Regions from separate parts of the Mus musculus genome. Here region 2 is linked to region 1. The links are chromatin contacts, called in public Hi-C maps. All regions are on one chromosome and are shown on one strand. The core of a region is the stretch at or near the end of the contact, and the rest is flanking DNA. Distances in the headings are between cores, read along the strand shown.

Region 1 (3,653 bases), core at 423-2,922:
TGGAATCAGAGGTGTGGCAGTTTTGTTAAGACCTCTTTCAACTTTTACACTAAGCTGGTATTCTCTTCCTCATATGATACACTGAAAACAGCCATGGATCTGTAAAAGAAATGACTTTTCTCTTTGGCAAAAAAACAGAGCTTACAAGTAATGAAATGGTCCCAGCTAAATGTCTGCACACTTAATGGGAAAACTGAATACTAAAACCACCAAAGCAAAATCTTTTCAGACTCGCAGCTTCTCAGTGAGGTTTCTCTTCCTCCAAAGTCAGTGGGAAAATTGTTCTCTTCAGAAGCACAGACAGGAACGTGTTGTATCACAAATCATCCTAAGGAAACGGAAGCCCCTGGCTCTTCACCCTCATGGACTAAGAGGGCCGCAATGATCTTCATCCTGAACTGGAGAAGACGGGAATTCTACAAAGTTAAGAACTTAGCTCTTTCGGTTCTGAAAACGGTACTCCTTAAGCACTTCCTTGGTAGCAAAGCACCATCAGAAGCGTCAGACAAGTTGCTTTAAAGAATGTTGTTTTCTGGGGTCAAAAAGAGCTTCTATACTTCCTGGTTTCAGGTTAGGTGGGTGGTTCAAAAGAACTGTTTCTTTACCACACTTATTGCATAATCACAAAAACCCAAAAAGGAAGAGGGCTGGTTAAATATTTAAAGTCTTATTTCCTGGTGACCTAAAAGACCTACTGTTATTTTCGATATGCTCAACTTAAAGTGCTAAGGGTTTCTGAGTATACTAAAAGCACTGAGTTATTTTACTCTGAAAGGAGTTAAAAACAGGTCAACAGGATATAAACTGGGCTTTTTTTCTTTTCCTTCACCCTTTAGAGTAATTTTTATTTACATGATTGCCCACCCCAAAAGGAAGTGTAGTGGTAAAGTTAGAGGAAAACAGTCACGGAAAGTTGTCTGGTCATCTGCTTTCACTTAGTGTGACAAACCCGAAGGGCGAGTCTCCTCTTGAGCAACTCCAGCCTGTCCACAGTGACCACTTGTTACACCTCCCACTCACTCCACTGCAGGTTCACTAGAAATTCAAAGGTGTCTACCAAGGTAAAGGGCATACCAGGCCAGGCCTAAGGTGTCTCCGAATTACACCACGGGGGTTACCGGGGACGGGAGCACGCGTCCCCTCGCCCCCAAGCCGGGCCTGGTGTCCAGGAGGCCAAACTCCAAGCTGGGTACGACGATCAAAGCATCTGTCTGCCCGGCGCGGGGTAGGGGCGCGGTGAGGACGTCCCGGGGAGCAGAGACCGGAGCAGGGAGGGGGGTTTTGAGCCGCCAGAGGCTCGGAGACCGAGGCCCAGGCCCGCCGCGGCCGCCGCCTTCACCAGGCCGCAGGGCGGGGGGGCGTGCCGCGTGTCCCCGCGCGCTGGACCACCGTGCGCACGCTCCCCGCCCCCGCCGCGGGGCCGGCCGCAACTGCCCCCCGATACTCACGCTTTGTCCACCAGCTCCCGCACCTTCCACATGTTCAGCATCGCGCCCCGCGCGGCCCGGCCCGCCGCCGCCCGCCGCCACTCTCCACGGACCCCGGGACGCCTCCGCGCCGGGGCTGGTCCAGGTCCGGGTCGCCGCCGCCACCCACCGCCGCGAACTCTCCCTAGCCGGAGCTCCTTCTCCCGGCCACAGCCACGGCGCCGCCAGTGACACGTCGAGACGCGGCCGCACCGGCGCTGCGTGGGGCGGAAGTGGCCGGCTTTCCGCCCGCGCCGCGCGCCGCACGCCGGGAATTGTAGTCCGCGCCCTGCGCCCCCGGAGCGTGAGAGGGCTGAGATCGCTGCGGTTTGGGGACCTCTGACACAGCCTCCGCGTGATTGCCATCACAACAGTTGCAAGACTTACTCGCGCTCACCTTCTTCAGATGTACACATTGATGCTAAGCACGATTACAGAGTGTGATTGGCGTGCGTGTTCTTCATCTACGCACGTGTTTCTGCATTTGCTTCCAAACATATAGGCGTCTATACATCACTGAACCTGGGATTCCAGCCCTGACCAGTGTAGAATTTTATTCTAAATCCTTCCCCACTCTAGTTTTATGATACAATGATTTTATCTGTAGACAGCTACCTAGTACCCTCGTTAAGATAGTTTGTAACAAGCCTCAGAAACTTAGTTCACATTAGTTGGGAAACCAGAAAGCCACCAGTACTCATACACAGCATACCTATATGTGTTTTATGTGATATACCCAAGAACTCTGTGGCTTTGGTTTCTAAAAGCATACATAATTTTTGAGATCTGCTAAAGTAATTTCCACTGATCAGGTTTTTCACTTAATATGTCAGTCAAAACTTGTGATAAAACTTGAAGTAATACTACATTTTGTTTTAGGCAATTCCTTAATTTTTATAAGTTTTACCTGCCCTGGTTGCAGACTGCTTTAATCCTAGCACTCAGAAGGCAGAGGCAGGCGAATCTCAATGCGTTTGAGGACAGTCTAGTTTACATCAGAAGTTCCAGGTCAGCCAGGGTTACACAATAAGACCTTAATTTTTAAGTTATAATTAAAACCTTTAATTAAATGTTATTTATTTGTAAAGAAATAAAATAAAAATTACTTAAATGTTAAAATAAAGTTATATATGTAAATATATATGTATTTATACATATACATTTTTTTAATTAAAAAATAATTCTGCCACTATTTACTGAGCATCTTCAGGGTGTTACAAGCGAGGACTACAGCTGGGGCTCAAGTTCCCTGGGAGCTTAAAGGTCACTGGAGGAGGGACATAACAATCAAGAAAATATTTAATTAGAGAGAATAAGTGCTTGTCAAAACCAAGAACATAATGTTACAGACAACAATGTCAGAGGAAAAACAGCAGAATATTCAGGGCTCTTTGAGGAGATTGAATGTATGCTAAAACTGGAACAATACAAAGGAACTGGCCCTAAGAAGATCAAGAAAAGAATGATTGGGGGAGGGAACACAAGACAAGTAAGATTCACAACGAAGGGCAAACAGTGGCTGTAAATAGCCAAGACCCAGGCCCTCTTATTCCAGATCCTTTAGTCAAGACGTCAGTTTGCATTTACTTGGTTATTGGAAGCAGCTTTGAAAGCACTCCAGTATGGTCCCGAAAAAGAAGCAAACAAAACTGAGAACCTCAGAGTGCAGAAACCAAAACAAAGCTGACTCACATATTCCTTAAGATAGGGGCTCTAGAGATCAAGCTAAGTCAGTTGGAGCCATAGGTTGGGAAAGGAGGCAAAGGGGTGCAGAGGTAATTGGAGAACCAGAGCTTTCAAAAAAAAAAAAAAAAGTGTAATTTTCCTCTTGAAAGTATTGTCCAGCCCAAGGTTCAAAGGCAGGAATGCGGCCAGGGCAGATAAGAGAAACTGCTTTGCATCAATAAGAGCTCAACAAGTTAACTTTCAGACAGGCCAGTCATGAGGACACCTGCAGAATGAACTCGGCACAAAACAAGCAGTGTCCATACCCTGGGCAGTGCACAGCTGGCCTCAACATTTAACCACCAAGCACAATGTGAGCATCTGATACTCTCAATCAGACTTCATCTGAGGTGTCACCTGTGGCATGTTTACAGCCCACTGGGGCCATCTAGAACCCTTCCTGCCCAGCTGTCACTCGAGAGAGCTCCCCAAAGGGAGTTTGTTTAAAAGGTGGTCTCCTGA
Region 2 (3,653 bases), core at 551-3,050, 540 kb before region 1:
ATTAGTATTTTTTGCTACAAACTGTAGTTTAAAAAGTCTACCTCTGGCCGGGCGTGGTGGCTCACGCCTTTAATCCCAGCACTCGGGAGGCAGAGGCAGGTAGATTTCTGAGTTTGAGGCCAGCCTGGTCTACAAAGTGAGTTCCAGGACAGCCAGGGCTATACAGAGAAACCTTGTCTCGAAAAACCAAAAAAAAAAAAAAAAAAAAAAAAAAAAAAAAGTCTACCTCTTTTGTACATATTTTTCTGTCTTAAAATCTCAGCTTATCCCTTCTCTCCCCTCCCCTCCCCTTCCCTTTCCTCTCTTCCTCTTCCCTCCCCGCCTCTTTTTGCCTTCATTATTCAGCAGCATCCAATGTATGATGTGAAAGGAGGCTGCAATTAGCAATTACATCTAAAACTACACAGGAAAGTTGTACTGCCTCCCTCCCTTTGTCTCGTCCTCTGTTCTTCTCTGATGAGCTGCCTCTGCCTGCCCCGGGACTTCTTGGCTATTAACTTCCTGGTCACATAAGTTCTACACCATAACATTATCCTGACTCAAAGGTCAGACCCTGTGAATTGTCCACAGGGCAGATAAGCTTTAGTTCCCAAAGAGCCCTTACAAGGAGGTAGCTTGCTGTCTGTCTGTGTGTCCTGCCTCCTCATTAGAGTCCTTATGGCAGAGGAAAATAGGAGAGAGGATTCCATGTGGGAAAGTCTGAAAGGCTTCCCAGAGAACGTTGCAGGTCGGCGAGGCTGGCAGTATCTCATAGGCGCTCACTGGAAAAGAAAGAGACAAGAGAGAGTGTTCAGACACAGGACACTGCATTTTTGAAGTAGCATACACAGAAGGAAGCCAGGCACACCAACGGTGTCCAAAGGGGCCCCTGCAGTGCCTCATACAAGACCCCTGTTGCTTCCTTTCATAGATGAAGGAACTGATATTCCAAGCCACTGGACAGTGGTAGGTAGTAGAGATGGAATTCAAACCGATAGGTAGAATAAACAGCCCTGTGCAGATCTCTGCATGCCCTAATCCCTATAACCTGTGACTGTGTGTTGTTGGGTGATAAAGGGGAATTTACATTCCAAATGGAGTTATAGCGCCCATCTGCTGACCTTAAAATAGGGAGCCTGCCCTAGACGACCACTGTGAGAAGGGCCCAGTGTGGTTCTCAGGATCCTTAAATGGAGCAGAGGTAGGAGGAAGAGATTTTGGCAATACAGAGCAAGCAGGGCTCGACCTGCAGTTTGGGGGTTTGAAGATGGAGTAAAAGAGTCAAGACAGAGGCCACCAGAGTGTCCCTCAGTAGGGAGGATGGTCGCAGAGGCAGTGTCCCCTAGAGATCTGCAAGAAAGGCGCACAGTCCCACAGTCACCATGACTGTCACTCAACCAGACACATTTCAGACTTCTAAACTAGAGAATTGTAAGGCGCTTTGAGCCTTGTGGCTCTATGGCGCTTTGAGCCACTAAGCCTGTGGCAGGCAGTCCATGATAATAGCAATGGGAAACTTACATACAAGCTGAGCTCCATTGACCCCTGGATCCCTGTTCTTAGTCCCTTGTTTACATGACTTAACTGTTGTCAAGGCTAAACCAGGAGCTAGAAGAATTATAAGTGAACTCCTCTTATAATTCTAGGTTTCTTCAAACTTCTTTTTCAAACCATATAGCTAAGGGTACGCATGTGCCTCCCAGCTTGGTGAATTTTGAAAGGATGTGGTCATGGCCTTTGACATCAGAGGAGGGAGCTCAGCGGTGAGGCTGGCTGATGCTGATAGAAAAGATAAGGTTAGAGGCAAGTTGCCTTTGAACGACTCTCTAAAGATCAACTGCATCCTGTCTCAGTCTCCGCTGCTCCTCTCCTTCAGTCGCACTGCGGGGTGATGCCCAAGGCGCATCACTTTTCAGAACTGGACCATGAACAACTTCATCCTCCTGGAAGAACAGCTGATCAAGAAGTCCCAACAGAAGAGAAGGACTTCTCCCTCGAATTTTAAAGTTCGTTTCTTTGTCTTAACGAAAGCCAGCCTGGCCTACTTTGAGGACCGCCACGGGGTATGAGAAGGCTTACGTTGTGCTTTGTTTATTTTGTTTATTTATTTTGTTTATTTACTTTGTTCTGTGTTTGGACTGAGCTGATTCCTGAGATAAACTTGAACACCTGGGATGCAGGTACAGTGTGTTTTGGAAGCCACCAAGTAGAGTTAGAGATCGGAAGAAATGTGGAGAGTTCTGAGACTCCAGTGTCAGTTAGATTTGGCTATTTCAATTCTAAAATCTGTAGGTTTAACGTTCATACATTTCTTATGTGGTGAATGTTGTGGATAGGACTTGAAGTTTATGTAAACATGAAGTATATGTGGCATCTACAGTCTGTAGGACAGTAAAATATTAACTATGGCTTATTAAGACGTAAGGGGAAACCTAGCTCAACTTCCCTGTTTTACAAAAGAAGTGGTTCTTAGACTGTGAAGGGAGGTCCTATGTAAGATTTTCACGACTTGAACTCTGCTTATCTCAATGGTCATCACTGCCCTGAGGCCATGGGGTCCTACTTCCATTAAAGTGACATTCTAAAGTTGGAAGGAACAACCCTCTTTGTGGTAAAACATCTCAGGAGACTGGGGGTGTGGAACACAGAGTTTCTGCCTGCAGACCAGGGATCCCGCTAGAGTGTGTCGGCTCAGCTGGAGGCGTCTAATGACATCTTCGTGCACAGCAATAACAACAAAAGCAAGCGAGTGTGTGTTAATACTACAGTGTGACAGGAGCACTGGGTGGTGCTGGGAGCTTAGCCCATGGCTAAGTCCTCTCTGAGGCAGCCAAGGGCCAAGAGCATTGGCTGGGGCAAGACTTGGTCTTTTGAGAGTAGGGTTGCTTTCTAAAATAACCTAGGTCTATCTTGACTGCAAGTTACTCCGAGGCCAGAAGCTACTGGATCTGCTGACACTTGCTGCTAACGGCAGGGTGATTTAGGTAATGGTATATTGATGTCACACCCTTCTCAGTCCAGGCAGCCAGAAGCCCCTCTGACTAGGCTGGTTAACTCTGTGAACCAGAGAGGAAGGGAAGCGAAAGAATTAAGATGCTTTATACAGGCAAATATGCGCAGACACATATACATTCACACATATATTTACACTTTCATTCACATTCTTATTTGCACGTTAACACATTCACATTTTTGTTGGGCCCAATCACCTGTCTCATACACTCCACAAGCATTCATGCATGCTTACATACACACATACTCCTACGAACATACATATAGACAAACAGACATATACATCTGGATAGATAGATGGATGGATGGGCAGAGCCCCCCCCCCCCCAAGCCAAACTATCCAACTAACAACTTAATTTCTTTCCTCTGGCTTTTTTATACCTTCTCAGACAAAAATTTCTTTAGAAAATTACCTCAGAGATAAAATGTTACACAAATTTGAAGTTACAAAAAGATGTTGATATTTTAGCTCAAAGGAGTGTTTCATTCTATATGCTTGTTACAAGTTCAAAGCTTTTACATGGCCCTGGCTTATCATAGTTCATATCTGTGGTTGTATCCTTGGGCCTAAATGTTTTTCCTTGAACACAAATTTGTCCCAAGTCTATTTCTCTTTTTAGTATAATTATTAAAAGCTCATTGTATTTCTTATTATGCAGCCT

What was found. Hi-C and Micro-C count contacts between places; a contact is called where the count stands out from the background.
Region 2: a contact with region 1 is called in a Hi-C map of CD8 T cells, with 7 times the contacts expected there. The contact joins the promoter of Itk here to the promoter of Clint1 in region 1. A contact is called at or near these places in 1 of 484 Hi-C or Micro-C datasets (CD8 T cells) and 1 of 115 datasets of contacts at active chromatin or transcription factors (effector CD8 T cells).

The regions. Positions count from the first base shown.
Region 1 is chr11:45,849,988-45,853,640 of GRCm38.p6, reverse strand. It overlaps Clint1 (clathrin interactor 1), which reads right to left and starts at 1,672. Exons shown (of 12, transcript NM_001045520.4): 1 at 1,449-1,672. The coding sequence starts at 1,489.
Region 2 is chr11:46,387,662-46,391,314 of GRCm38.p6, reverse strand. Itk (IL2 inducible T cell kinase) reads left to right here and starts at 1,800. Exons shown (of 17, transcript NM_010583.3): 1 at 1,800-2,042. The coding sequence starts at 1,905.